4 separate regions of the Mus musculus genome follow, and regions 2, 3 and 4 are each linked to region 1. Evidence: chromatin contacts called from public ChIA-PET, Hi-C and HiChIP or PLAC-seq data. All regions are on one chromosome and are shown on one strand. The core of a region is the stretch at or near the end of the contact, and the rest is flanking DNA. Distances in the headings are between cores, read along the strand shown. Region 1 holds the start of Adsl (adenylosuccinate lyase). Region 2 overlaps Mrtfa (myocardin related transcription factor A). Region 3 overlaps Tnrc6b (trinucleotide repeat containing 6b). Region 4 overlaps Tnrc6b (trinucleotide repeat containing 6b).

Region 1 (6,549 bases), core at 1,138-3,637:
ATATAAGACTCAAGCATATTAAATAAAAATAAAAAGTCCACACGTTGAGAGATGCTGCTTCAGGTAACGGTGACAGCCAAACTGGGGTACCTAGGCTCGAGTCAAGCCAATGCTGTGGAGGACTCATGGATGCAAGGTAAGCCTTTCAGCCAAAGGCTGGGTTGTTCCCAGCCGAGCAGTGTGAGTGGTGGCTTGAGGGGAAGGGGGGAAGAGTTGAAGAATGGAGGAGGAAGTTGACCAAAGTGCTAAACACTTCCATCAGCCTGGATGGGTAAATGAGTACAGGAGAAAAGGGAGAGGGAAAAAAAGAGAGAAATAGAAGCAATTGGGTGCAAAATGAAAATGATATAAGATGCGCACTGGAAGCCAGGTGGTGGCTCACACCTTTAATCCCAGCACTCAGGAGGCAGAGGCAGGCTGATCTCTGAGTTCCAGGCCAGCCAGGAAGAAACCCTGTCTCAAAAAAAAAAAAAAAAAAAAAAAAACAAGAGATGGGAGCAGACAGGAAAGAGGAGGAGGAGACAGAAGTTACAATGGGATACTAGGCAAGCAGAAGAGGATACTGGTTGGGCCCTTCGTCCCAGTCAGAGATCCAGCATTTTCTTCTCAAGACAGGGTTTCTCTGTGTAGCTTTGGCTGCCTGGAACTCGCTCTGTAGACCAGGCTGGCCTCGAACTCACAGAGATCAGATGACTGCCTTTGCTACCCGATTGCTGGGACTAAAGGCACGTGCTGCCACTACTTGGCTTTGCTTGTCTTCTTACCTCACTGTGCCCCTGGGGGCATCAGCCATAGTTTTCAGGCAAGAATTCTAACTGCCAAGAGATTAAATAACTTGCCAAAGGGACTGGACCGACATCCATGGAGTTGCTGGGAGTGGTTAGTGAGGAGACAAGCCAAAAAGCAGGGGCCTCCACAGTAACCAGAACTAAGGTAGCTGATGATATTTAGCAGAAGTCCATGCATTAAAAAACAAAAACCAAACAACAACCACCACAAAACCACCTGGGCTGGTGACCCATGCCTTTAATCTGAGCACTCAGGAGTCAAAGACAGACAGATCTCTACATAGTGAGTCCCAGGCCAGTTAAGGCTACAGTGTATCACTCTGTCTCGCAAAAATAAAGTCAGAAAAGGAAACAGGACCAAGTAGAAAGCTAACAGCTGAAGCTACGGTTTAATGAGGAAAAGTAACCAGAGGCCAAGTGAAGCAGAGTCGGGAGAGAGCACTACGGAGCCTGGAGCCTGGAGCCTGGAGCCTGGAGCCTGGAGCCTGGAGCCTGGAGCCTGGAGCCTGGAGCCTGGAGCCTGGAGCCTGGAGCCTGGAGCCTGGAGCCTGGGAAGGATTGGCTCTGCAAGGATCTCTGTGGAAGAGAACAGTGAGCTGCTACAGCATATCCAAGCAACTATACCCCCGAATCAGTCCAGAGTACAAAGTTCCAGGAACACGTTCTTTTCAGCATACATCGGCCCACAGCCTCCAATCCAATCGAGGACCTTGGGCGCAGGTGTCTGGTAGGTTTATCTGATGTACAAACTATTCTGGCAACAGCTAAGTCTTAAGCTCAGGAAGAGGAGACACTAAGGAGCGGTTGTGTGGGGAAGAGGGAGCAGTGTTCAGATCTAATGTACCATGCCTCGTGTGGGTCTCTTTATGTTGCTGGACGAGGCTTTTTGTTTTCTGTTTTGTGTTTGTTTGTTTGTTTGTTTGTTTGTAGACAGGTTTTCTCTGGCTGTTCTGGAACTCGCTCTGGAGACCTGGCTGACCTCAAATTATTATTATTATTTATTTTTTTATTTTTGTTTTTTTTGAGACAGGGTTTCTCTGTATAGCCCTGGCTGTCCTGGAACTCACTTTGTAGACCAGGCTGGCCTCGAACTCAGAAATCTGCCTGCCTCTGCCTCCCGAGTGCTGGGATTAAAGGCGTGCGCCACCACGCCCGGCTATTTTTTTTTAATGTATGCTATTTTCAGCTTTATTCTGATACAAAAACTTTGAATTTTTTGTTCTCGAGCCACCACGCGTGGAATAATTCTGACAGGCTGCTTTCCGGAGATCGGAACCAGCACCGCGGTTTAAGAGTTTCGGTCTCCAGCTGAGCCTGTCTCCAGCGGGACTGCAGTACTCCAAGTGTCCACTAGGGCGCCTTCCTGGCGTCCCTCCGAATGCCTCTGCAACTTTCCTTTCTGGGTTAAACGCGGGTCTTAATGTGCCTTCCTCAGATGGAAAAACTGAGGAGGCACAGCGTGGGGCAGAGATTCGTAGAAACCAAGAGAAAAGCGTTGACCCTCAGGGGCGACGAGCCAAACTTGAACCATCTTCGCCTTCCAGGCCGGCGTTACACACGGGGCGGGGCCTTGGGAGGAAGTCCCGCCCCACGCACGCCACCCTTCCGCTTTTGGCCCTGCTGCTGGTGTCCGCCGCGTCCTGGTCGCGTGTTGAAAATGGCTGCATCCGGCGACCCTGGCAGTGCTGAAAGTTACCGTTCTCCGCTGGCGGCCCGCTACGCCAGCCGCGAGATGTGTTTCTTGTTCAGCGACAGGTACAAGTTCCAGACGTGGCGGCAGCTGTGGCTGTGGCTGGCGGAGGCCGAACAGGTAACTGGCCGGGCCTCTTGTCCCGAGGGAGGTCACGGCCCGAGCACCTGTTGCCTCGGCAACAGTCCCAGAGCCCTGCACATCCTTTGGAGGACTTCGGTTTGGGCAAGGCTATGTGTGTTTGCGTCCTCCCACAGCGCATTTCAAGTGGAATGCTACTTATACCTTTGCAGGCTCAGGGGGAAAGGCGCTTCCCGCCAAGCTATCCGACATGAGTTTGAGCCGGGTTCAGCATGGTGAGAAAGGCGAAACCTGACTTCTATTAGTTGTCCTTCGACTTCTGTGCGCTCACACATGCACACACACACACACACACACACAGAAAACAAGTAGATTATTCTTTTAAAAAGTACGTTGCAAACTTGATGGTCATTTTTCGCATGAGCACGAGGAGGGCATAACCACCACGAAATGCACCCTTAGGATTGTTATGCCGGGCTGGTTGTTGTAGTTCATGGGCATCACAGCTAGGTCGGCCTGTTGGTTGCTTTCTGCCTTTGGGAAAGCTTATTTGGTGCCTTCAAAATTGTTTCTTGTGTTCTTGCCTTCTTGTCCTCTCGTCCCTCCTCCCTCCCTCCCTTCCTCCTCCCTCCTCCTTCTTTTTCTTCCTCCTCCTCCTCTTCTTCTTCCTCTCTCTCTCTCTCTCTCTCTCTCTCTCTCTGCCTTTCTCTGTCTCTACTACCGTTGCCAGTGTCTCCTTAGCTTGTAAGTGCCCTCAAGCTGAAACTGAAGTGTAAGGTTTATCTGGTCTACAAATTGCTTGACGCATACACAGCTGTGAATATGGATCATCTGTTAGAGCACCAACTTAGTAGCGAGAGGCAGATGTGATACTTAGCATGAAAGGATTATTTTTCTGTGTAGTTCTGTGGCTGCATGTGGATATGGGCTTGTGTGAGTGCAGGCGCCACTGGAGGTCAGATGATGCTGTGGAACTGGGGTTACAGGTGCTTTTGAGCAGCCACGTGAGTGCTGGGAACCAGAGTCAGGTCTCTGCAGGAGCAATGAGGACTCTTATTTGCTGAACCATCTCCCCAGCACATGTGTTAACACCCCCACCCCACCCCCAGCATTTGGGAAGCAGGGGCAGGTGAGTTTCTGTGAGTTTGAGGCCTACCTCCTACCTCATCTATATAGCGTGTTCCAGGCCAGCCAGAACAGCACACTGAGACCTTGGCTCAAACACACACACACACACACACATACACACACACACACACACACAAACCCCACGCATGACTGGTGAAGTTGGGGAAGTGATGAGGAGCTGAAGAGACACTTCAGTGGGTCAGAGCATTGGCTGCTCTTCCAGAGACCTCTTCCTTTCCCAGCAGCCATGGGGCCGCCGCACACAGCCATCTGCAACTTCAGTTCCAGGGGATCTGATGCCTTCTCTGGCACACATGATATTAAAAAAAAAGGAACGACAGATTAGGAGTAATACTTAAGATTCCGGTATGGGAAGTGTGTATTTGTATGGGTGTGTGCGTGGTGGGGGCTCACAGCTGGCTGACAGCTCTGTGGAAGAGGTTCTCTCCTTCCGCCTCTGCAGGAGTTCCGAGAGTGGAGCTCCGTTTTCCAGGCTTCCCTTGCAACTGCTTACAGCAGCTGAGCCAGCTCTCTGGCTGCTAAGTTTCCTTTTGAAGACAGTGTTCGATTTGAAGTCAGGATCTTTCTGCTTCTCCTTCCCAAGTGCTGGGGGTTGTGGCCTGTAGCACTAAGCCTAGCTTTAAGGGTCTGTTACTTTTGGTCACTGTAAGTACATCAGAGTGGGTGCAAAGCCAACATACTTTGTACACGTGCGTGCCATAGCTAAGGACTAAGTAATAAAGAGAACAGAGTTCTCTTCTCTTAACAGTGTCCCTTCCAGAGTTGAATGGGTTTATTAAATGTGGAACAATGTCATACAATGATGTATGTGCTAAACAAAACCAGGCTAGAGAAACAAGAGTTGGCATGGAAGGTTAGAGGAGGCCGTTTGTTTGTTGAGACAGGGTTTCTCTGTATACCCTGGCTGTCCTGGAACTCACTCTGTAGACCAGGCTGGCCTCGAACTCAGAAATCCACCTGCCTCTGCCTCCTGAGTGCTGGGATTAAAGGCGTGCACCACCATGCCTGGCTAGAGGAGGCCTTTCTTGATGACATTTGAGCTCAGAGAGGCAGGGATTAGCCAAATGGTGGTGGTACACACCTTTAGTCCCAACACTCAGAAGGCAGAGGCAGGCCAGTCTCTGAGTTCTAGGTCAGCCTGGTCTACATAGTGAGTTCCAGGACAGCCAGGGCTACATTGAGAAAAACAAAACAAAACCAAGAGTAGTGGAGAGGAGCAGGAGTCAGCAGTCACCATCAGGACTCTGGTGCTTCCTGTTTTGGAGTTTATTTAGAAGATTCCTCCCTGGGCTGGAGAGAGATGGCTTGGTGGTTCAGATGGCTCGGATCACTGGCTATTCTTTTATTTATTTATTTATTTATTTATTTATTGTATGTAAGTACACTAGCTGTCTTCAGACACACCAGAAGAGGGCATCAGATCTCATTACATATGGTTGTGAGCCACCATGTGGTTGCTGGGATTTGAACTCAGGACCTTTGGAAGAGCAGTCAGTGCTCTTAACCACTGAGCCATCTCCCCTATTCTTTTTTTTTTTTTTTTTAAAGATTTATTTATTATATGTAAGTACACTGTAGCTGTCTTCAGACACTCCAGAAGAGGGTGTCAGATCTTGTTACGGATGGTTGTGAGCCACCATGTGGTTGCTGGGATCTGAACTCTGGACCTTCAGAAGAGCAGTCGGGTGCTCTTACCCACTGAGCCATCTCACCAGCCCCAATATTTATTTATTTATTTGTTTGTTTATTTATTATATGTAAGCACACTATAGCTGTCTTCAGACACACCAGAAGAGGGCATCAGATCTCATTGAGAGTGGTTGTGAGCCACCATGTGGTTGCTGGGATTTGAACTTTGGACCTTCGGAAGAGCAGTCGGGTGCTCTTACCCACTGAGCCATCTCACCAGCCCTATCTCCCCTATTCTTCTAGAGGTCCTGAGTTCAATTCCAAGCAACTACATGGTGGCTCAGAACCATCTGATCTGATGCCCTCTTCTGGCATGCAGACATCTACATAAAATAAATGTTAAAAAAGAAAAGAGAAAATTCCTCCATGCTTTTGAACTTATTGCCCCCGATTTTAAGTTTTGTTTTTTTTTTTTTTTTTTGCACTTGCTGGTTTTTTTTTTTTAATTTATTTATTCATTACATGTAAGTACACTGCTGTAGCTGTCTTCAGACACACCAGAAGAGGGCGTCAGATCTCGTTACAGATGGTTGTGAGCCACCATATGGTTGCTGGGATTTGAACTCTGGACCTCCGGAAGAGCAGTCGGGTGCTCTTACCCACTGAGCCATCTCACCAGCCCCCGATTTTAAGTTTTTGACCTTGTTTCACATACTTGACCATGAAGGTCACTGGGTTTTCTTTGCCTGCTCTGCAGACGCTGGGTTTGCCTATCACAGATGAACAAATCCAGGAGATGAAGTCGAACCTGAACAACATTGACTTCCAGATGGCAGCTGAGGAAGAGAAGCGCCTGCGGCACGACGTGATGGCTCACGTGCACACGTTTGGCCACTGCTGTCCGAAAGCTGCGGGCATTATTCATCTGGGCGCCACCTCCTGCTATGTCGGAGACAATACGGTAGGAGCCTGTGCTGTTTGTACTTGGATTTCAGCCTTTATAGTGCATTTGTGTGTTTTAAAATTTCCATACCGGACCAAGGGCTAAAGCTGGGAGATTGAAAAATGCAGACCACCAAGGCACTGCTCATTTCTCCAGTTCTGATTCGCTCCTGTACCAGGGGTTTAATCAGGCCTGTGTCTGCCTCCCTCCTGAGCAGACCAGAGGCCCCATCTAAACAGCCTTCCTGCAGCAGCTCCCCTCTCCAGGTG
Region 2 (6,549 bases), core at 1,139-3,638, 230 kb after region 1:
GATATAGAAAATTCTCAGTTTATCTTGATCACAAAAGATGCTAAAATTAGAGATTCACTATTAAGAAAGCAGTTGATGGAGGAAAAGCTACGGATGTGACTGAACAACCTTTCACTAGGGTTAAAGACTGTGACTCATCCAAGCCTAAGCAGAAGCTAAGAATAGAGATGAGGTTATCCAGCAAGGCTCTATGGAGGACCCTCTTGACTAATAAGAATTCCTGAGATATACACAAGAGACCCACAAAGTGTCTAAGAATGCTTTATGAGTAGAAATACTGCACACTTTGGCTTAAAGGACAAAGTGAAATAGAGATCAATCATGTCGGGACTCCATGGCTGCACCCCAGCTCTCACGTCAGGACTCCATGGCTGCACCCCAGCACTCATGTCAGGACTCCATGGCTGCACCCCACCCCTCATGTCAGGACTCCATGGCTGCACCCCAGCACTCATGTCAGGACTCCATGGCTGCACCCCAGCACTCATGTCAGGACTCCATGGCTGCACCCCAGCACTCATGTCAGGACTCCATGGCTGCACCCCAGCACTGGTGGCTATCAGAATTCTACATGGAAGAATCAGGCCAACGGAACTACTCAGAACACTGACAGGGAGGGACTTAGTTTATTTAAAGAATACCTCCCCCCCAGCCCCCCCAAGACAGGGTTTCTTTGTATCTGTAGACCAAACTCTGTACACCAACCAGGCTGGCCTCAAACTCAAGGAGATTCACCTGCCTACATCCCAAGTGCTTAAAGGTGTGCAACACTACTGCCCAGCTAGTTAAAGAGTACTTATTTATATTTATACATGTGTGGTATGGGGCTGTATGTGGGCACACACATACCACAGCACACATATGGAGGTCAGAGGACAACTTTCAGGAGTCCATTCTCTCTCTCTACCATGTGGGTCCTCAGAGATCAAACTCGGGTCATCGGGCATGGAGGTAAGTGCCTTTACCCATGTTACCCACCCACAATGGACAGGGCCCTTCTCCATCAATCACTAAGAAAGAAAATGCCCTCCAGGCTGGCCTACATCATGATCTTTGGAGGCATTTTCTCAATCTAGGTTCCCTACTCTCAGATGACCATAGGTTGGCTCAAGCTGACAGAAAACTAACCAGCACACCCAGAATTTTTTCCTAACATTTATGTAGTATATATACACGTGTGAATGTATTCATGACACAGCATGTGTGGGGGTGAATCCATTCATGACACAGCACGACTGCGGATGTCAGGATATCCTGAGGGACTGGGTTCTCTTTTACCGTGTGAATTCTGGAAATGAAGCCCAAGCCATCAGACTTGAAAGTAAGTGCCTTTATTTGCTGAGCCATCTAGTCAGCACAGCAGGGAGGAAAGTGTGACATGGGTAAATCTTGAATACGTTATGCTAAGTGAACTAAACCAACCTCAAGAGACAAATATTACATGCTTCCATAAATATGAGGTACTTACAGCAATAAAAGCACGGCAGCAGAGGTAGAGAAATGCACCAGCGAGCACAAGCACCTACTATACAAGCAGGAGGATGCAACTTCAGACCCAACACCCACAGAAAAAGCTGGACGTGTGTATGCACGTCTGCAATCCTAGTACTGCTGTGGGTATAGACAAGAGAACTGCTCGGGCCTGTGGCAGGCAGCATCACTCCAGATACACTGAGAGATCCTGAGAGAATGAAAGGAAAGTGATAGGACAGGGCACATAATGCCTTCCTCTGACCTCCGAATTGCACAGGCATGAGCACTTGTACACACTAATGTGTACACAACACACACACACATTCTAACAAAAGTATAAGACCAATTGCCAGTGCTAGAGGCAGAGGAGAAAGGGGAGTTTTATTGTTAGTGGGCATAGAGCTGCAATTCTGCAAGATAAGGGGGCTCAGGATGGAGGGTGATGATGGACAGTTGTATAATGACAAGAATGTGCCCAATACTGCTAACAATACACTAGAATATAGCTATGGTGGGAAATGTTAACTATATTTTAACTGCTTCTCAGCAATTATAATTTGGTATTAATAATACCAAATTTATTACCACTTAACAGAGGGGAAAAACCAATTCAGTTGCAAAGATACACTACTCTTCAGGTAAAGAGGAGGAAGAGCGGACACCAACGCCATAGGCAACGAGGGCAGTCTCAAGTCACAGAGAAGTCCTTCCAGACTTTGGAACCTGCCAAGTCAGGTTCTCTGTCAGGTTCTGAAAATGCCTGAGGCCCTTGCATATTCTCTCCCTCTCCCTTTCCCTCTCGATCCCTTCCTTCCTCCATCCCTCACTATGGAGACATTCATAACTGCTATACTGTGTGTGCCTCCTGCATTTGTCCCAGGAGAACAGACAGCTTCCCCCTTTGGATGACATCATGCTTTATTTTGGGGTCCAGCAACATGACTCAAAAGCACCTGCTCCAGAGCCTGACAATCTGAGTTCAATTCTTGGGAACCGCATGGTAAAAGGAGAGAGCCATGAGCTGCAAACTGCCTCTGAGCGCTACATTTGCACCGCAGCACGTGCATGTACACACGCACACACACACAAGCATGCTAAAAGGTAATTTTTTAATAATCGTAAAGAACTGGTATCTTGGAGCTGCTGATGCACAAATGAGCTCAGACTGAAGCTGTACTGAGTTGAGATTTTCAGAGCTACTGGAATGGATTAATGTATTTTAATTTGGGACAGTAAGGAACTTCTAGAGGCCAGAGAACAGACTACAAGAGGCTAAAAATGACCTCCAAATATGCCACATCCGAGTTCCTATAACCAGTGCCTGGGACTTTCTATCAAGAGGAAAAGCTGAATCTTTGTAGTTGAATTAAGGAGTTTGTAATGGGGGAGATCAGCCTGGATTGTCAGGTAGGTTCATGAGTTAAACAGTCATGGGTCCTGTAAAAGAGAAGGAAGAAAGAACTTTGACAAAAATAGAAAAAAATAGCAGTAAACGTTTCAAGGCTAATATATACTGAACACTTCTACAAACCAAGGAAAGCCAATGGCCACCAGAAGTCCCTCACCTAAAGCCTCGGAAAGAATATGGCCCTTGTGACGCTTTGATTTTGGCCAGAGAATCTGACTTCCCGCTCCTGACCTCCTCGACTGTAAAGAACGGTGAATGCAGAGACCTGTCACAACATTGTAGCACAGTAACCTAACAGAGCTGCTTAGACCTGGGCACTGTGAGGGGAGGGAAGAAGTGAGGTGATGACAGATGTGTGTGCTGAAGACAGAATTAACAACACTGCTGCGGACTGCCTCGTGTGAAGTAGGAGACACTGAGGAGAGGACAAGGCTCTAGCCTGAAGTCAGCCACCTCAGGAAACTAGGGAGAACGTGCTGACTCCGCAACACCCACGTCAGGGCAACCACCGTGAAAACTGTTTAGTTGACTGAGGCTGGACACAGAGAGAGGATTCTCATCACTGACTCTGATCACTGCTCTGCTTTTTCTGGTTTTCTTACTGGCTGAATATTGTCCTTGCCATGTTTAGCTCTACTCTTCTATACATGAAAATTCAAACAAGAACATTATAGATCTGCAAGAAAATATGTTGAAGGGCACGTGAGCCACAGGAAATATATTTAGAACTCTGTCCTTTAAGCCTAAAGAGACAAGATCAGAAAGTGGAGTTCCATTCATCTGTTGAGTGTTTACTGAGCACCTACTACCCAGCATGACAGCCACTATGCTGATGCTGAGCATAGAACAGCAGGAGAGAGATAACTTTGGTCCCTAACATCACAGAAAGACAGGCGTAAGTAACTAGGCAAGGGGCGAGAGATGGGACACAGTAAAGTACTTGCCTCTAAGGTGTGAGGGCCTGAGTTCATACTACAAAAACCATGTTAAAAACAAACAACAAACAAACACAGGGCACAGTAACACATGCCTATAAGCCTAGCAGTGTGGAGATGGGGTGCGAGAGAGGCACACCACTGAAAGCTCACACCAGCTAGTGTAGCCTACTTGGCAAAGTTCCAGACCAATGAGACCCTGTGGAAAACAAGAGCGGGAAGTCACCTGTGGGCCACTTCTGGCTGGCAACTTGACTACATCTGGTATGAACTCAAACCTAAGTGGCTGGGCACACCTGTGAGGGATTTTTCTTAAATCACTTCAAGTAGGAAAACCCAGATCTTTTGAGGCAGAAAGAGCCACCTTTAATCTGGACACACCTGCTGGCAGCCAACATAAAGGACAGGGAAGGAGTCCTTTGCTCTTTACCTGCTTGTTCTGGCTCTTGCTGGCAAGTGTAGTTCTCCACTGACTGCAGACCCTATGTCTGCAGGATTCCAGCATATACTCAAGGCCAGCTGAAACACCTAGCCTTGTGGACTGAAAAACTACTGGATCCTTGGACCTTCCTTTGGTAAAAAGTCATTTTTTTTGTTTGTTTGTTTTTGGTTTTTTTGTTTTTTCGAGACAGGGTTTCTCTGTATAGCCCTGGCTGTCCTGGAGCTCACTTTGTAGACCAGGCTGGCCTCGAACTCAGAAATCCGCCTGCCTCTGCCTCCCGAGTGCTGGGATTAAAGGCGTTCGCCACCACGCCCGACTAAAAAGTCATTTTTTGACTGACTGGACCACAACCTGTAAGCCACTCTAATAAATACCCTTCATATGTGTGAATGTGTGTGTACATAAGTATACATATACATACACATATATGTACATATATGTGACTATGTACATACATTATATATGTATATATACACAGAAAGAAAGATTCATTTTATAAATTCTGTTCCTCTAGAGAACCCTGACTAATCAAGTACCTGAGGAATGAGACCAACATTATTCTCTGACCTCCATACAAATGTGCACATGTGCAGCATACAAACACACACACACACACACACACATATGCAAAGTGACTTTGGCTAGTGCTACTAGAAAAGCTCTAGTAGGGGCTAAGAGAAATAAGCCCACATTAAATGACTCTCGTGCGCTAAACCCTTACACGGAACCATTTAGCTCTCACAAGTATCCTATGAGGAAATGGAGATTCTAAACCCTTGCCCAAGATCCCAGAGCTGGTAAACAGCAGAGGCAGACAGAACACGGGTGCATGTGGTCCAGTCTGATGGCTGGGGAGACCTGCCACACGGGAAAGGCGGGCGGGCCGGCGAGCAGCGAGAATGCTAACTTCCAAGGGCTTCGGCTCCAGTAAGAGCCTTCTGAGTTTTCTATGCTCACTTCATAAAGGTGAGTGTTGCAGAGCATTCAAAAGTCCCTTACCACTCTCCAAATAGAACAAAGGTACACTGGAATTAGCTCAGTTTTATTTAGGCACCCAACAGGTTACTAGACATGTTGAATATAAAATGCCGTGGACAGCTTGCCCAAATTGCCCACGTTATGTCCAGTCTTCAAGCATTTTGGGTTTTTTTAAGGATTATCTTCAGAATCAGCTTTTAGATAAATGTTATAAGAAAGCATTGTAATTGTGCCACGGCATTCCTGATTTAGAATAATTGCCTGACTCAATGTACAGAGATCAATACAGACACAAAATGAACCATGCCATCCTATGAGCCACTACTAAAATGTATTTCATTTCAAAATATTAATAGCATGTTTTCATTTGCTGTGCCCCCATTCCAGGCCATCCTTTCTCACTTTAAAAACAGAGGTGAAAAAAAGAGTCTGGGCAGAAAGAGACACAGCAGCAGCGTGAAGCAGCCACTGATTTACAAACCACAGTAGCACTGCCCCCATGAATGCCATTACCCTGGGATGCTTCTGCAGAGGGAAGCCCTAACTGGGACTCCCCCTCTGAGGCAGGAAACTGTGACCTGAAGGCCAGGCTTGCCTAACAAGCTCAAGGTCAGCCTAGGCTACAAAGCAAAATCCTGTCCCAATCAATCAATCAAGATAAAAATACAATATAGCTACTGTGGTGACGTACTACTTTAACCCCAACATTCAGGAGGCAAAGGAAGGCTGATCTAAAACAGTGATCATCACTGACAGCAAAGGTTTAAAAATAACTTTTGTTTGTTTGCTGTTTTGGGAGTTTTGTTTTTGTTTTTGTCAGGGTTTCTCTGTGTAGCTTTGGCTGTCCTAGAACTCATGCTGGCCTCAATTCAGAGAACACAAGAGACCCACTTGCCTCCACCTCCCAAGTGCTGGATTAAAGGCCTGTATCACAGCCTCCAAACAAAATAACACAGTTTTAATGTCTACATTCCTGCCTCACCTCAGCTTTTTCCTTCTGAATCTCATGTTGCCCAAGTTGGCCTCTCCTCCCCAGTCTAAAATTATAAGTATGTGACACCAGACCTGATCTATGTGATCCTGGGGATTGGCCCCAAGAATTTGTGCATGCCAGGAAAACACTCTACTAACTGAACTATATCCCTAGCTCCTTACTTCTACTTTGTAAAGGAAAGATAGCACACATATGGCAAACTAAAAAAATATCCATCAAATTTCTACATATAAAATCAAGAAGCAGGGTGTGGTGGCACACGCCTTTAATTCCAGCACTCAGGAGGCAGAGGCAGGCGGATTTCTGAGTTCAAGGCCAG
Region 3 (6,549 bases), core at 1,986-4,485, 230 kb before region 1:
GACCTTCAACTGTTGAGACATCTCTAACTCCTCTTTGTTTTTGAGCAGGGTTTGACTACATAGCACAAGCTGGCTTCAAACTGCTAATCTTGCTTTGGCCTTCTAAATGCTGGGATTATGGACATGGGCCACCATGCCTAGGTCCCAAGTTCTTTTATTATTACTACTTTTAAAATAAAAATTTAAAGATTTATTTATGTGTATGAATGTTTTGCCTCCATGTTTGTTTGTGCACACATCTCTTCCTGATACTCATGGTGGTCAGCAAAGGTATCAGACCTCCTGGAACTCAAGTCATGGGTGTTAATGAGCCACTATGCAGGTTCTGGGAACTGAATCCAAGTCCTTTGCAAAAACAACAAGTGCTTTCAACTGATGAACCATCTCTTCAGTCCTTTCATTACTTCTTTAATGCTGGGATCAAACCCAGCATGTTGTACATGCAAAGCAAGCATCTACCAATTAGCCTTACCCTGAATCAACTTTTATGTCTGAGTATGTATATACATGTGAGTGTTGGTACCCATGGAGGCCAGAAGAGGCGTTAGATCCCTTGAAACTGGAGTTAAAGGCAACTGTTAAACCTGTTAAAACCACCTGATGTGGGTGCTGGGAACTGAACTTAGGTCCTTCACAGGAGCAGCAAGTGCTCTAAACTGCCAGTCCATCTCTCCAGCCCCCTCCTCCCAAATATTAGAACACTTAAAGTCATTCTGAAGTCCTCTCCAGGGAAGCCAGTCATCACAAGCCAGAGTGGAGCTCGTCTCTTCTGGCTAATGCACTTGTTGGAGACGAGTACCTGTAAACTGTGCAAAAGCTGTCAGGTGGAATTAGAAAGTGATGACTCACGCCAGCTTATCTGTGAGAGCTGTGCAGCACAAGTGACCTCTAGGTCACCTGAGTGAGTGCTGATGCCATCTCTGAAGGGCCAGAGACTGAGCAGTGAAAAGGAGAAAGGTGGAACAGGAGGGACTGCCCAGAAGGGCCTCTGGGCACATGTCTCGGAGAAGATGATTCCTAGAGCTTGGCAGGCTTTGCGTAGTTCCTTCATCTCCCAAGCCAGTGTGAGTTTGATTTGATTCTCAGGCAGAGGTGGAGAAAGGGAGTTGACAGTGGAAAGTCAGCCTGCTTTCTGTCAACTACTCCTCTGTAATTTCAATAGCTCTTTCCTTTCTGTCCTCTTCTGTGTTAGTCTGCTTTAAATTACTGTAACAGACTTGAGATAAATCAACCTAAAAAAAGAAAAGGAAAGGAAAGGAAATAAAAGGAAAGAAGAAAGGGTTGAACTAGAGGACACTTACCTAGCATTTGTGAAGTCCTGAGTTAGATGTTTAACACTGAAGCAAACTAGAATGTGTTTTATCTCACAGTCTCATAGTTTGGGTGGTTTGGGTCCATGATCTGTTGGCTTGATGCTTTTGGTCTGAGGCAAGAATGCACATAATGGAGGGTTTATATGATAGAGGAAGACTTCACCAAGTGAGAAGCAGAAAGTAAGGAAGAAAAGGGGCCAGTACCATAGTGTACCCTTCCAGGGAACATTCCCCATGACCTAGTTTACTTCCACACCTATTCATAGCGTTGTGAGCTGGGCATGGAGGCACACATCTTTGATCCCAGCACTCAGGAGGCAGAGGCAGGGGACCTCTGTGTTCCTGGCCAGTCTGGTCTACAAAGCAAGTTCCAGGACAGCTAGAGCTACACAGAGAAACCCGGCCTTGGAGAACAAACCAAACCAAGACAAAAAGCATTCTGTGTTAGAGACAGTCCTCAGGATTCAGACTGTAGTACTATAGACTGCCTTCCTTTCCTGTATCACTCCTTCCCTGGCCATGCCGTATTTTGCTTCTTTCTATAATCACTAAACTTTTTAAAGGAACAACCATGGTGTGGGATGTGGTACACACATGTACAATCTTAGCATTTGTGGGATAAGAATTATTTTCAGAACGGTAGGTTATTAAACACTGGTGGTACTGATTCACTCATATGATGCTATGTGACTGGTATTAGGTAAATGTGTGTGTGGTCTGGGTACTTACTTATTGTCCCAGATTGAAAAGGACTGAAGAGATGCTAGATAGGTACAATGAGTGTGGTTTATTCTGTAACACAGTTCTGGAGTATCTTATTTTTTAAAAATATAATATGCAATCTGGGAACTCAAAGCTAAGAAGATGGCTCAATTGATAACATTCTTGCTGTGCAGTTATAAGGACCTGAGTTCATATCACCAGCACCCAGGTAGGAGACAGGCATGGCAGCATGCTCCTTTAACTCAGATGGGGAGGAGGAAGCCGGAGGATCCTAGGCCTCACTGCCAGGCAGTGAACAAAAAAGTGAGAGACTGTGTCTCAAAATGAGGTGGAGTATGATAGAGGAAGACACCCATAGTTGACCTTTGGTTTCCATAGGCACATCAAAGAGGTCACGTGCACACACCACTAACGTTCAAAGTAGAAAGTGGGTCTGTCTTGCTAACATTCACAGTAGAGCAGGAGAAATGTCTAAAGCAGTTGCTAGGTACAGAGTTCTGGTCTGGAGGAAGAAATCCAGATAAGAACAGAGACTACTGCTCTGAAAGAATTGTCGCTCTCCTGCACAAGCCGTGTTGATGGTGCATCAGGCTCAGTGACAGTCTTTTCACGGGATTTTTTTACCCAGGGGTATGTCTCTGTCCTAATATATAAGTCTCTGAGTAGATGAACTGTGAACTACTGACTTTAAAATACTTGTTCACCATCTACTTTATCATGTTTTACTCCAAAAATGTTGTATTTTTACAACAATATGCTTAACATTTATGATGATTTATTTGCATTTTGGCATAGTTCCTTTAAAAAACAAAACCCCCAGCACATTCATTATCGCAATTAACCAGTGTGGGGAGCTGGGAGACACAAGTCTCCACAGAGAGGGGGCTATGCACTCTCCATGCTCCTGATTTACATGGCTGGCTGGCCGGCCAAGGGGAAGTACACACACACACACACACACACACACACACACACACACACAACAGAAAATACTCTTTCCCCACTCCCTCCCTCTCCTCCCCCCTTTACCTCTCTCCAAATCACAGTGAAAGGCTCTTTGTAAGACTAACAAAAACAAAACTAGAATGAAAATGTGAAAGGCATCACATTTTAAACCAGCGAGGGCTGGCTTGAAATGTTTAAACAGGGGACCCTGTGCTCCCTGCATGGCTTGTGACTCTGCCGCAGCACTGTGTGCCAGGGCCTGTGCTGATGCCCTGTTTGCTTTGGAAGCTGATGCACTCCGCTTCTTTGCTGCACTGAGGAGTGTGGACGACACTTTCTTGTTTGCCCTTAACCTCCCCATCCTTGAGGCTGAGGACTCATTCAGGTTGCTTCTTAGAAAAGCGACCCCAGAGGCTGGAGCCTACTCTGCCTTACTTGCTTGCAAATTGTCGACTTTCTTGGATACCCTCACCAGTCACTTCTCTCTACCTGGATCCTGAAATCTGCTGATACTGATCTTGAAATGGTGTCCTGTCCTTTAGTTATTTTTGCTGTGGCTTCGAGCTGGTTTTGTGTTTGTTCTGCTTTGGTTTTTGTTTGTTGGCTTGCTTGTTTGAGACTGGGTTTCGCTGTGTTGACCAGGTTGGCTTTGAACTTGAGGTCTTCCTGCCTCGGCCTCAAAGGTGGCTCAGATTGTGCACTCCGTACTCTTGCAGCTTTGTGGACTTCTGGCTTCTGTTTCCAAGCCACCAGCCTGATTTGAAGTCATCCTCAGGCTGTGTCTATAGATTGTTGAAGTAGCTGTCTGCCAGTTGTCCCATTTCTCTTTGCTCAGAAAACATTTCCTACCCATTGTTTTCTTTTCCCTCATTGAAAACCACATGCTTCCTTATTCTAGGAAATTAATTCTTGTCTGAGCCAGGTGCCTTTACTTTTCCAAATCTACCAACTCCCATTCCCAGTTTTTTATCCCTGACTTATCTGGTACAATCTTTACTTCATTTTCCATATGATTTTTTTTCCTTTCGGCTCTCTCTTTTTTTGAAGGTTTGATTTATGTAAAATATTCTCTCTGCATCTGCCTACCAGTTTATTTTTTTCTCTTACTGTCAGAATTTCCTGGGCTAAAGAGACAGTGACTTAGTGGGTAAAGTGCTTGCTCTGCAAGCCTGGGGACCTGAGTTGAGATGTGCAGTGCATGTCTGTAACTCCAGGAATAGGATCAGAGATAGGCAGGCCCTGGGGCTTACCAACCAACCAGTCTAGGAGACACAACAGCCCCAGGTTCAATGAGAGACCATGTCTCAGAAAGGACAGTGGAAAGCAATGGAGTAAGACACCTAGTGTTACTCTTTGGCACATGTGGCTTAGTGCAAACATATATACACATACACAAAGGTTTCTGTAAACATTATCTTCCTTGAAATATTTCTTAGCCAAAGGCCCTCCACATTGTGCATCCAGAGGTGCTCTTTTAGGCAAAATAATAGGTGCAGTTTATTATTACTATTGATTATTATTATTATTACTATTATTATTAAATGTGCAAAAATATAATTTTATAAAAGAATACAAAAATGATAGATACTATATATTGAGGTCACTACATTCGGCCAGTATGAAGAGCCTGTTCAATGTCAAGATGAGAAGACAGTTCACATACTCCAAAGAATAGTGAAAAAAGAAACTAGCATGTGGCAAAACAGTTTTGCTCAAAATTGAATATTTGAATTCTAATTTTTTATGTGGTACAGAGGATTGAACCCAAGGTCTACCACTTGCTGGTCAATGACTCAATATCAAGCTGTATCCAGAGGGGCTGGTGGCCTTTTCCCCTCCTCCTTTTTTATCCTCTTCCTCCTTCCTTTCTTCCCCCTCCTCTTCCTCCTCCTTTTCCCTTTCTTCTTTTCTTCTTTTTCTCCTCTTCCTTCTCCCTATTTCCTCCCCCTCCTCCTTCTTCCTTCTTCTGTTTTTTGAGACAGTTTCTCTTTGTAACTCTGGCTGTCCTGGAACTTTCCAGGCTGGCCTCAAACTCACAGAGATCTGCCTGCCTTGTGCTTCCAAGTGCTGGGATTAAAGACATGGAAATCACACCCAGTTCCAGAGGCTTTCAAAAATACTTTATTTTTTAAGTGTGTGTGTGTGTGTGTGTGTGTGTGTGTGTGTGTGTACATGAATGGAATGCCTGGTGAAGATCAGCAGAAAGTGTTAGATCCTCTGGAGCTGAAGCTTTAGGCAGCTAATAGGCAGCTATGAGTTGCTCCAGTGAATACTCGGAGCCAAGCCTGCTTCTCTGCAAGAGCATTATGGGTACTTAACTGCTGAGTTATTTCTCCAGTCTGACTTGTTGGTTTGTTTTTAAATTGATATAACGAGAGTATATTGAACTAGGCAAACTTTGTTAATTTCATTTACTGGTTCTAGTGACATTTTACTATATATACTTTATATGTACATTTTACTCTATTTTTTACTATCTATCTACCTATATTTAAAAGATACATTTTTTTCTGTATTTGTGAGTGACTGCATGTTTGTCGGTGTGCCACATACAGGCTGTGCCCATGGAGGCCAGAATCTGATCTTCCCGGGACTAGAGTTATAGATGTTGTGAGCTGTGCTATGTGGATTCTGGAAACCAAACACAGGTTCTCTAGAAGAGCAACCCATGGTTTTATTCACAAATCCATCTCTCCAGCCCCTGCAGATATTTATATTTTAAATATAAATATTGGGTCAGCACAACTGGTAGGTAAAGTCACTTGCTGCCAAGCCTGACGATCTCAGGCAGTCTCTGGGTCCCACGTCGCTGACAGAGAAAAGTGACTCCCACAGGTTGCCCTCCATACTGGCACCTAACATAATAAATACAATAAAACCTTTTTTAAAAAATATAGACTGGGTGGTGGAGCCACAGCCTGTAATCCCAGCACTTGAGAGGCAGAGACAAGTAGATCTCTTAGTTTGAGGTCAGTATGGTCTACAGAGTGAGTTCCTTAACAGCCAGCAATACACAGAAAAATCCTGTCTAGAAACACACACACACACATACAATTTACAAAGAATGACACTTTTATTTTTTATTTTTCAAGTCTGATTCTACTCCTTAGTCAACTGGCTTAGACTTCAGGTATTATATTGAGCAGAAGTGGTGAGATTGATCATCCTTTCTTTTTCAGGGTAGGAAAAGAACGTTTAATTTTGTACCAATAAATCCTTTACCAGATTATAACATATTCATTCATTCATTCATTTTGAGGAAGGGTCTCATGCAACCCAGATTGGCCTTGAAGCCACTGTGTTCAAGTCCAAGGCTGGACTTGAACTCTTGATACCCCTGCCATCGCTGCCTGACTGTAGTCTGAGTATAGCACAGGCCTCTTGCCCCAAAGAATTACTTTACCCTTCCTTCTACAACCCCCTCTCATTCCCTCTAGCCTCTTTCTCTAACTCTCTTTTACTCTTTCACTGTTTTTAAGAGCTTCCCTTAAAGCTGTCTTAACATGGTGGTTTCTTTGTGGGAATGTTTTGGTACCAAATTCAGATTATCTAGCAGTTATATTACTGT
Region 4 (6,549 bases), core at 1,412-3,911, 130 kb before region 1:
GAGAGGGAAAAGGGCATGCTAAACTCCCACATAAGTCACTGGTATTAAATTTGTTAAGTCAAATTCACCACGATTATCATCTCAAAGTAAACAATATTAACAAAAAATGTACAGATAATCTCAGACTAAGAGGCATACCATTAAATTGAATATAAATTTATGATATAGCAATATAAAGAAACCTACATTGCTTACTTTTTTTCTACCTTCCCTCTATTGGTCAGCATAGATGCTCAAATTTAGTATTTGGGAACTGCATCTTAATTACAGGTGAACTCAAGATGTATCACAGTTAACTATGTGCTTGGTCGTTTTATTAGCCTCACTCACAGGAATAAACCTTTTTTCAAGTTCTAGGACTCCTTTCATTCTTTCTTAGTGACTAAAATAGTGATTTCATTGAGTCACACTTAAAAAAAGTTTTTTTGAAGGAAATTACAAGCCATAGATGTAACTGTAGAACAGTGACTGCTAAGAGTACACAGTCCTCAGTGCCACAAGAACAATGCTATAGGTTTTTTTAAATTACTTTGCTCTGTCTTAAATAAACAGATAATAGGGAGCAGATAACTATTAATGTTTGTGTAAGACAGAAAGGGGGACAGTGAACCCCATTACCTATGGAGCAAGTAGAACCTAGAGAAAAATGAGGAAACTGTGGTAGAGTTGATCTGACCCGGCAAGCGGTGATTATGTAAGAATGGCAAGTGGCGGGCTGCAGCGATGACTCAGTGGGTAAGAGCACCAGCTGCTCTTCCAAAGGTCCTGAGTTCAATTCCCAGCAACCACATGGTAGCTCACATGGGATCTGATGCCCTCTTCTGGTGTGTCTAAAGACTGCTACTATGTGTTCATAGACATTACATACATACATACATCTTTAAAAAGGAGTGGCAAGTAGATTGTTAAGTCATATTACAGACATTTCTTTCTTTTTGTTTGTTTCATTTATTTTGTTTGCATGTGTGCACACAGGCAAACATATATGTCTGCCATGGCATGCATGTGGGGTCAGGGGACAACTTACAGGAGTCAATTCTAGGGATCCAACTCAGTTGGTGAGGCTTTACAGCATGTGCCTTTCCTGCTGGACTGTTTCACCAACTCAAGTTTTTATTTTTGGGACATGGTCCGTATCCCAGGCAGGGCTCCCGATTTCTTTCAGTCTCAGCTTCCTGAGTGCTAGGATTAAACACTATATCTTATGTATGGTTTAGCTGGCCTGCTTGTCAGCCTTTATGAGTTATGGATAATGGCATGGCAAAATTTCTAACATACTACGTTTTAATTTTAATTTTCACCTTCTACTGTTGTATTTTAAATGACAAAGTTTTTAATTCTGGCAACTGGACATCAATTGTCGCTGTATCCCTCTGAAAGATAAAATGTTTCTTGTATTCACTCTACTCCAGTAACTGAGGCCCTAGCTAGCAGCTCACTGGCCTACTCTGCTATGCTGACCCTATCAGCACTTGGGGGGAGGGGGTCCTTCTCAGCTACCCTAAACTTACAATCCTTCTGCCTGGCCCTTTCCAGGACTTAGGCATAAATGAGCTTCTGAAGTCAGGGCTGTTGTATGTGCAGTTGGCCCAGAGTTGGGCCAGTCACAGTGCTGGGTACCTCAGCTTTTTTCTAAGGTACTGACTGGGGCAGTGATACCTTCCTCAGGAAGTTGCTCTAGGGGTTGTCTGAGTTTGTTTTGAAGTGTTTAGCATATTGTTGGCTCTCAGTTTTTGTTTATTAGTGTTTCAGGATAGTGTTGTTGGATAGCATTGGCTATCTGGAAGAGTTGTTTAGGTTTTCTCCCTGTTCCCATTTATTTTTGAGATAGTATCTTACTTAACACTACAGATCAGGCTCCCTAGCTGGAATTTGTGAGTGACTCTCCTACCTCAGTCTCCTGAGTGCTCAGATTACAAGCATATACCACCTCAGCCAGCTAGAGCTGTGTCTTGATGTGTTTTATAATTAAAGAACAAACAACAATAACAACAACAAAAAACCCTGGATTTTGCCAGATGGTGGCACACACCTTTAATTCTAGCACTTGGGAGGCAGAGGCAGGTGGATTTCTGAGTTCAAGGACAGCCTGTTCTACAGAGCGAGGTACAGGACAGCCAGGACTACACATATGTGTAGAGCATATGTGGCCCTACTTAGCCCTGTCTCAAAAACACACACATAAAAACTGGGTTTTAAAGAAAGCAGGGGTGTGTGTGTGTGTGTGTGTGTGTGTGTGTGTGTGTGTGTTTAGCTTGCTTGAACTGACATCCATCTGAGGAAGTGGAGAGATTATGGATGGACAAGTCACAGAGCAAGAGGAGTGACTGGGCAGCAACTAGAAACATGAAAAGACTGTTTTCTAGAGGCTCTTGTGACGTGAAGTCTGCCTGGGAGAGTGAGGACAGGGGTGTGGTGTACATACTCCAGGCCCGGGAAGAGTCAAGCCGGGATCTGGGGAAAGAGGTGTACATTAAATTAAGCTTTGGGACATGGTCTACATTTGCTAGATGGTTAGTGTAACCTAAGGAGACAAAGGAAGGGGCTGGAGCTAGAGCAAGCTTGGGAGCTTTCAGTTTATGCGAGACAGATGAGAACAGGAAAAGGGCTGGTGCAAGAGAAGCCCACACAGGAAGTTGGGAAGCGCTAGGCCAAGGTAAGCCCTCTATTGCCGAGTGCCTGTCTATCACATCACCTTCTCATCTCTTCCTGCCATTACTTTGAGTAGGCTCAGAACCAGAACTTGTTCTGTTAACTAGTACCTACACAGCTTCCGATACCCAGTTAGTTCTCAGTGTTGTTGAGTGGGTAAGCGAGTTTATTGAGTATTGTATGTATGCAAGGAGCTTTGCTAGTATCTAGGGATAAAGCTGTGAGCAAAAATGGAGTTTTAAAAACCCCTGCCCTTGTTAGACTTTTATTCTCCTGAATGAGAATGCTGTCATTAAAAAGTGGACAGGGCTGAAGGCATCATCCATAAACTGAGCCTGTATCCCAAAAGGCACTTGTTAAAGTTACTAACTTGGAGCTGGAGAGATGACCCAGCGATTAAGAAGGCTTATTACTCTTCCAGAAGGCCGGAGTTCAGTTCTTAGCACTCCATATTGTATAGTTCACAACCACCTGTAACTCCAGCAAATCCAATACATTACTTCTTCTGGTCAGTCTCTCCCCTCTCCCTCCCCCTCCCCCTCCCCCTCCCTCTCTTTCAATTTGGAACCTGGGAAAGATTACTGGGGGGAGGGGGAGTGTTCCCCCATTCACTTGTAGCTTATCTTTTTGCTACTTTGTGGGTCGTTTCTTTTAACCTTTTCCACCCCCTTTCTTCAACCATTTCAACCCCTAACACTAGACTAGAGAGGAAAGGAAAGAGATCCTATAATAGCCTCAGGGGTCAGAAAGAGGGTGATGTTATCACTAAACTATTTCCTGTTAGTTAAGGGCACCGAGTTCCTTGGGGCAAGTTTGATCTTTGCAGTCAGGATATCTAATTTTTTCTTCTTCTGTTCTTTCTTCTTTACTCACAACTACTTAACAAACTGCAACAAACCAACAACCCAACAACCTCTCAGGGTCCTAGCATTTATATACCCTCTAAAAAGTCCCCAGTATTCCAAATGTCACATAATCACAGAAACTATCTGCAGCTGGCAAAATTACACTCCTGCTAGAGCATGAGGCAAATCATAGTCAGCTGCTATGGGCAATTTGAAGCAGCCCCATATCCCATACCTAGAATTAAACGAAAAACATATTTCTATAATATTTCTGTGTCTTTTAAAGAAACCAAAATTCTCACTACATTCACTGGCTCTGTTAAATAGGAGGTGGAGTGTTAAATAGAAAAAGGGAGGCAGAGGAAGACGATATTTAAGAGTAGCCCCTCTCCCTGCCAGAGCCCTGTTGAGAAGCGGGCAGGCTCTACTGGTAATTGCTGTGGACATGTAGGGTTCTCTGCTGGTGTGTCAAGGTGAAAGACAGTTGGGGTTATCTGAGTCCCAGTGAAGATCTGCTTGAGAAGATCTGCATAGGATAAGTGGGGTTGGGATGTGGGCATGTTCATGGGTGCTTAGGCCAAGTTTGGAATAAACTAAAAACCAGTATAGGAAACAGCCTGAAAGAAAAAGAAAACTAGGTTGCCCGAGGTAGAACTTCATATATTAGAAGGATAAGCTGAAGTGATTCTATCTTGTAATTGTTTTGTGAACCAGGCAGGCTGTTTCTAACAGATCTTTATATACTATAGATCCTTTGTTCTTACCAAAGATCTGGTGAGCTGTGCTAAGTGGTTAGATAGGAAGTGATCCTAACAGCCTTAGCTGTTGAGTTTGGGTGCTTAAGCACTGATATTTGGTGATGGGGGAAGGTGGTTAGAAGGAACTTCTCTGGCCAAGGAACTTTGCAGTGGCGTATTAAAATTTTCTGAACCAGCTTTTCTTATATCAAAGTAATGTTGAGAAGAATGGGGAAGGGGACCATAGGCTGTCCCCTCCCCCCAACCACCTCCCACCCCCGTTTTTAAAATATGTATTTATACTTTGTTTTCTTTGAGATAGGATCTCAACTATGTAGCCTTGGCTAGCCTGGAACTCACTATGTAGACACTCTCAACTCAGAGATGAGCCTGTGCCTCAGGAGTACTAGGATCTAAAGCCTGCACCACCACTCCAGGCTCAGTCTGCACTTACTACAACAGTGAGAATGTGGCCCTACTTAGCCATGGAAAACAAATTTAACAGCTGTATCGAACATGTGCTGAGCTTTTTATTCTTTTTCATTATTTCCTAAACAATACAACAACTATTTACAGTTTACTTAGTAGTTATATTTTGTCAAGTATTGTAAGTAATTAAGATATGATTTGCTATAAGAAATCTAGAGATGTAAGAGGACGAGTTATGTCCAAGCACTACATCATAGTGTACACACAAGCACTACATTGTTGTCTCATTTGATTGTCCTTGGATTTGGGTGCAGGAACTAGTCCCCCACAGATACCTTCACCCAAGGGCTGACTGTTGTACCCTATGTTGGGCTCTTTGTTTTTCCCAGCAGAAGCCTCTATCCTGTTCCAGGGAGAGTGCTCCTGGTTATTAGCTCAGACAGGCCCTTCTGGAGAACTTGACTAGTGGGTAAGGAGGTGATTCCCTGCCCTGTACTTTCATTTGTATCTGAAGCCTGTGCTTTGCCTCTAGACTCTCTGTAAATCCAGGGAGAACCTCTTTACATTTTACCTAGAAGCTGTTCAGAAGCACGGAGGCTTTACAAGCTTTAGCTACCCAATGGCAAAAGAATGACTTATGGAGACCACAGTGGTTATTCTTGGTACCTCTGCATTTTGTATACATTTTAAAAAATACTTTAGTTTACTCTTGTGGCTTTTGAAGGAACATTACTCTTCCTTCTGTCTTTCTAACATAAAAAAAAAATTGTACACGTGTCATTTCCCTTTCTGGAGACAGTGTCTACTATTGCTATCTAGCATTGGCTGGCTCAGAACTCCTCTTATAAATCAGACTAGCCTTGAACTTGCAACTATAATATTGTCTCTGCCCCCTAGAGATTGCAGTCATGAGCCACCATTCCTAACTACATGGCTTTAAAAGAAACAACAAAGAAAGACTACTGTGTACTTTTTCTAAGAGACTTTAGTCAAATACTGAAAATATAGAGCAAACAGATGACCAAGCCTAATTTGCTTACAATTTTTAGATATGCTTCAGACCCTAGTACTTTCTGTTGAGGTCGTGTGCTTGAAATGTCTTAGCTGCTTGGACTGTCCCTGTCCTGCTTTGTGCTTGTTTGTTTTTATTTTTTTTTTAATCACTTATTTTTGGTTTTTGGAATAGGTTCTCACTCATAGCCAAAGCTAGCCCAAAACTTACTATGTAGCCCATGCTGGCCTCAAATTTATAGCACTTGACCTGCTTGTCTCACAAGTACTGCAATTATAGTCATGAGCCTCCATGCTTGCTGCTTCTAGAATGGTCTGTGGTACATTATATTCTAAATACCTTTGGTTTTTAAATTGCTTGCTTCTGCTGGGTTTTAAAAAAATGTGATCTCTGTGTTAAAGAGTTAATAGAAAATATCCCAGATGGTTGTGCATTGAGACTGCATCTTGTGGTCTGGAGGCTCACAGGCTGGCATTTATTGGGTTGCTGGGACTAGTTGGCATCACCATGTGGAAGTCAGGGTAGAAAATGTAGCCTGTTTATTTCTCACCCACAACACCAGCTCTGTTCTCTTGGCTCATTTTAGGTCATGGAGCCTCTGTTGGCACTTTCCATGCCTCCCCTTGCCTTCCTTCATCAGTGATAAGATCTCCATGCTGGTGGTCATGAGCTCTCTCTCAGTTTCTGAATCATGCTGTTTTCATGACACTGGTGGGGAAAGGACATTGAACAATATTAATTATTCATTCAAATAGCAGGTACTTCACCTTACCTCTTAGTCCTCTTGACAACCTTTCAGGGAGATTTTATCTTCATAAGGAAAAGGAGTGATGACGCTAGGAATTCGGCTGAGGCCCCACAAACAAGGAAATGG

What was found. Hi-C and Micro-C count contacts between places; a contact is called where the count stands out from the background. ChIA-PET counts read pairs in DNA pulled down with a chosen protein or histone mark. HiChIP or PLAC-seq counts read pairs in DNA pulled down with a chosen protein or histone mark.
Region 2: an H3K27ac HiChIP or PLAC-seq map of microglia shows a contact between it and region 1, with 5 times the contacts expected there. The contact joins the enhancer-like site here to the promoter of Adsl in region 1. A contact is called at or near these places in 2 of 39 promoter capture datasets (embryonic stem cells and erythroid cells), 1 of 484 Hi-C or Micro-C datasets (embryonic fibroblasts), 2 of 115 datasets of contacts at active chromatin or transcription factors (large pre-B cells and microglia) and 3 of 9 other capture datasets (adipose tissue, liver and pancreatic islet).
Region 3: a Hi-C map of the CH12 cell line shows a contact between it and region 1. The contact joins the enhancer-like site here to the promoter of Adsl in region 1. A contact is called at or near these places in 15 of 39 promoter capture datasets (the 3T3-L1 cell line, the C10 cell line, the HPC-7 cell line and 9 more), 4 of 15 datasets of contacts at CTCF or cohesin (embryonic stem cells, large pre-B cells, pro-B cells and 1 more), 103 of 484 Hi-C or Micro-C datasets (the AML12 cell line, B cells, the Ba/F3 cell line and 62 more), 54 of 115 datasets of contacts at active chromatin or transcription factors (the 230-238 cell line, CD8 T cells, DN3 thymocytes and 37 more) and 5 of 9 other capture datasets (adipose tissue, embryonic stem cells, liver and 2 more).
Region 4: a contact with region 1 is called in an RNA polymerase II ChIA-PET map of effector CD8 T cells, with 23 read pairs. The contact joins the enhancer-like site here to the promoter of Adsl in region 1. A contact is called at or near these places in 7 of 39 promoter capture datasets (the 3T3-L1 cell line, HPC-7-derived erythroid cells, frontonasal cranial neural crest and 3 more), 13 of 484 Hi-C or Micro-C datasets (B cells, CD4 T cells, CD8 T cells and 8 more), 3 of 115 datasets of contacts at active chromatin or transcription factors (CD8 T cells, the HPC-7 cell line and effector CD8 T cells) and 3 of 9 other capture datasets (adipose tissue, liver and pancreatic islet).

What each region holds. Positions count from the first base shown.
Region 1 is chr15:80,946,103-80,952,651 of GRCm38.p6, forward strand. Adsl (adenylosuccinate lyase) reads left to right here and starts at 2,388. Exons shown (of 13, transcript NM_009634.6): 1 at 2,388-2,598; 2 at 6,095-6,298. The coding sequence starts at 2,446. It also overlaps the pseudogene Gm6612.
Region 2 is chr15:81,175,668-81,182,216 of GRCm38.p6, forward strand. All of the region lies in intron 1 of Mrtfa (myocardin related transcription factor A), which reads right to left. Among named protein-coding and RNA genes, the nearest start is that of Mrtfa, 12 kb to the right of the region's middle. Within about 2 kb of position 2,389, at least 19 of the 459 cell types and tissues checked have an H3K27ac peak or open chromatin away from gene starts, as enhancers often do. A contact at or near this core is called in microglia and pancreatic islet, where this site is marked.
Region 3 is chr15:80,719,601-80,726,149 of GRCm38.p6, forward strand. All of the region lies in intron 1 of Tnrc6b (trinucleotide repeat containing 6b), which reads left to right. Among named protein-coding and RNA genes, the nearest start is that of Tnrc6b, 12 kb to the left of the region's middle. Within about 2 kb of position 3,236, at least 16 of the 459 cell types and tissues checked have an H3K27ac peak or open chromatin away from gene starts, as enhancers often do. A contact at or near this core is called in the CH12 cell line, the SCID.adh cell line, astrocytes and 1 more, where this site is marked.
Region 4 is chr15:80,812,375-80,818,923 of GRCm38.p6, forward strand. The region is part of intron 4 of Tnrc6b (trinucleotide repeat containing 6b); the gene reads left to right. Among named protein-coding and RNA genes, the nearest start is that of Tnrc6b, 100 kb to the left of the region's middle. Within about 2 kb of position 2,662, at least 85 of the 459 cell types and tissues checked have an H3K27ac peak or open chromatin away from gene starts, as enhancers often do. A contact at or near this core is called in CD8 T cells, the G1E-ER4 cell line, the HPC-7 cell line and 3 more, where this site is marked.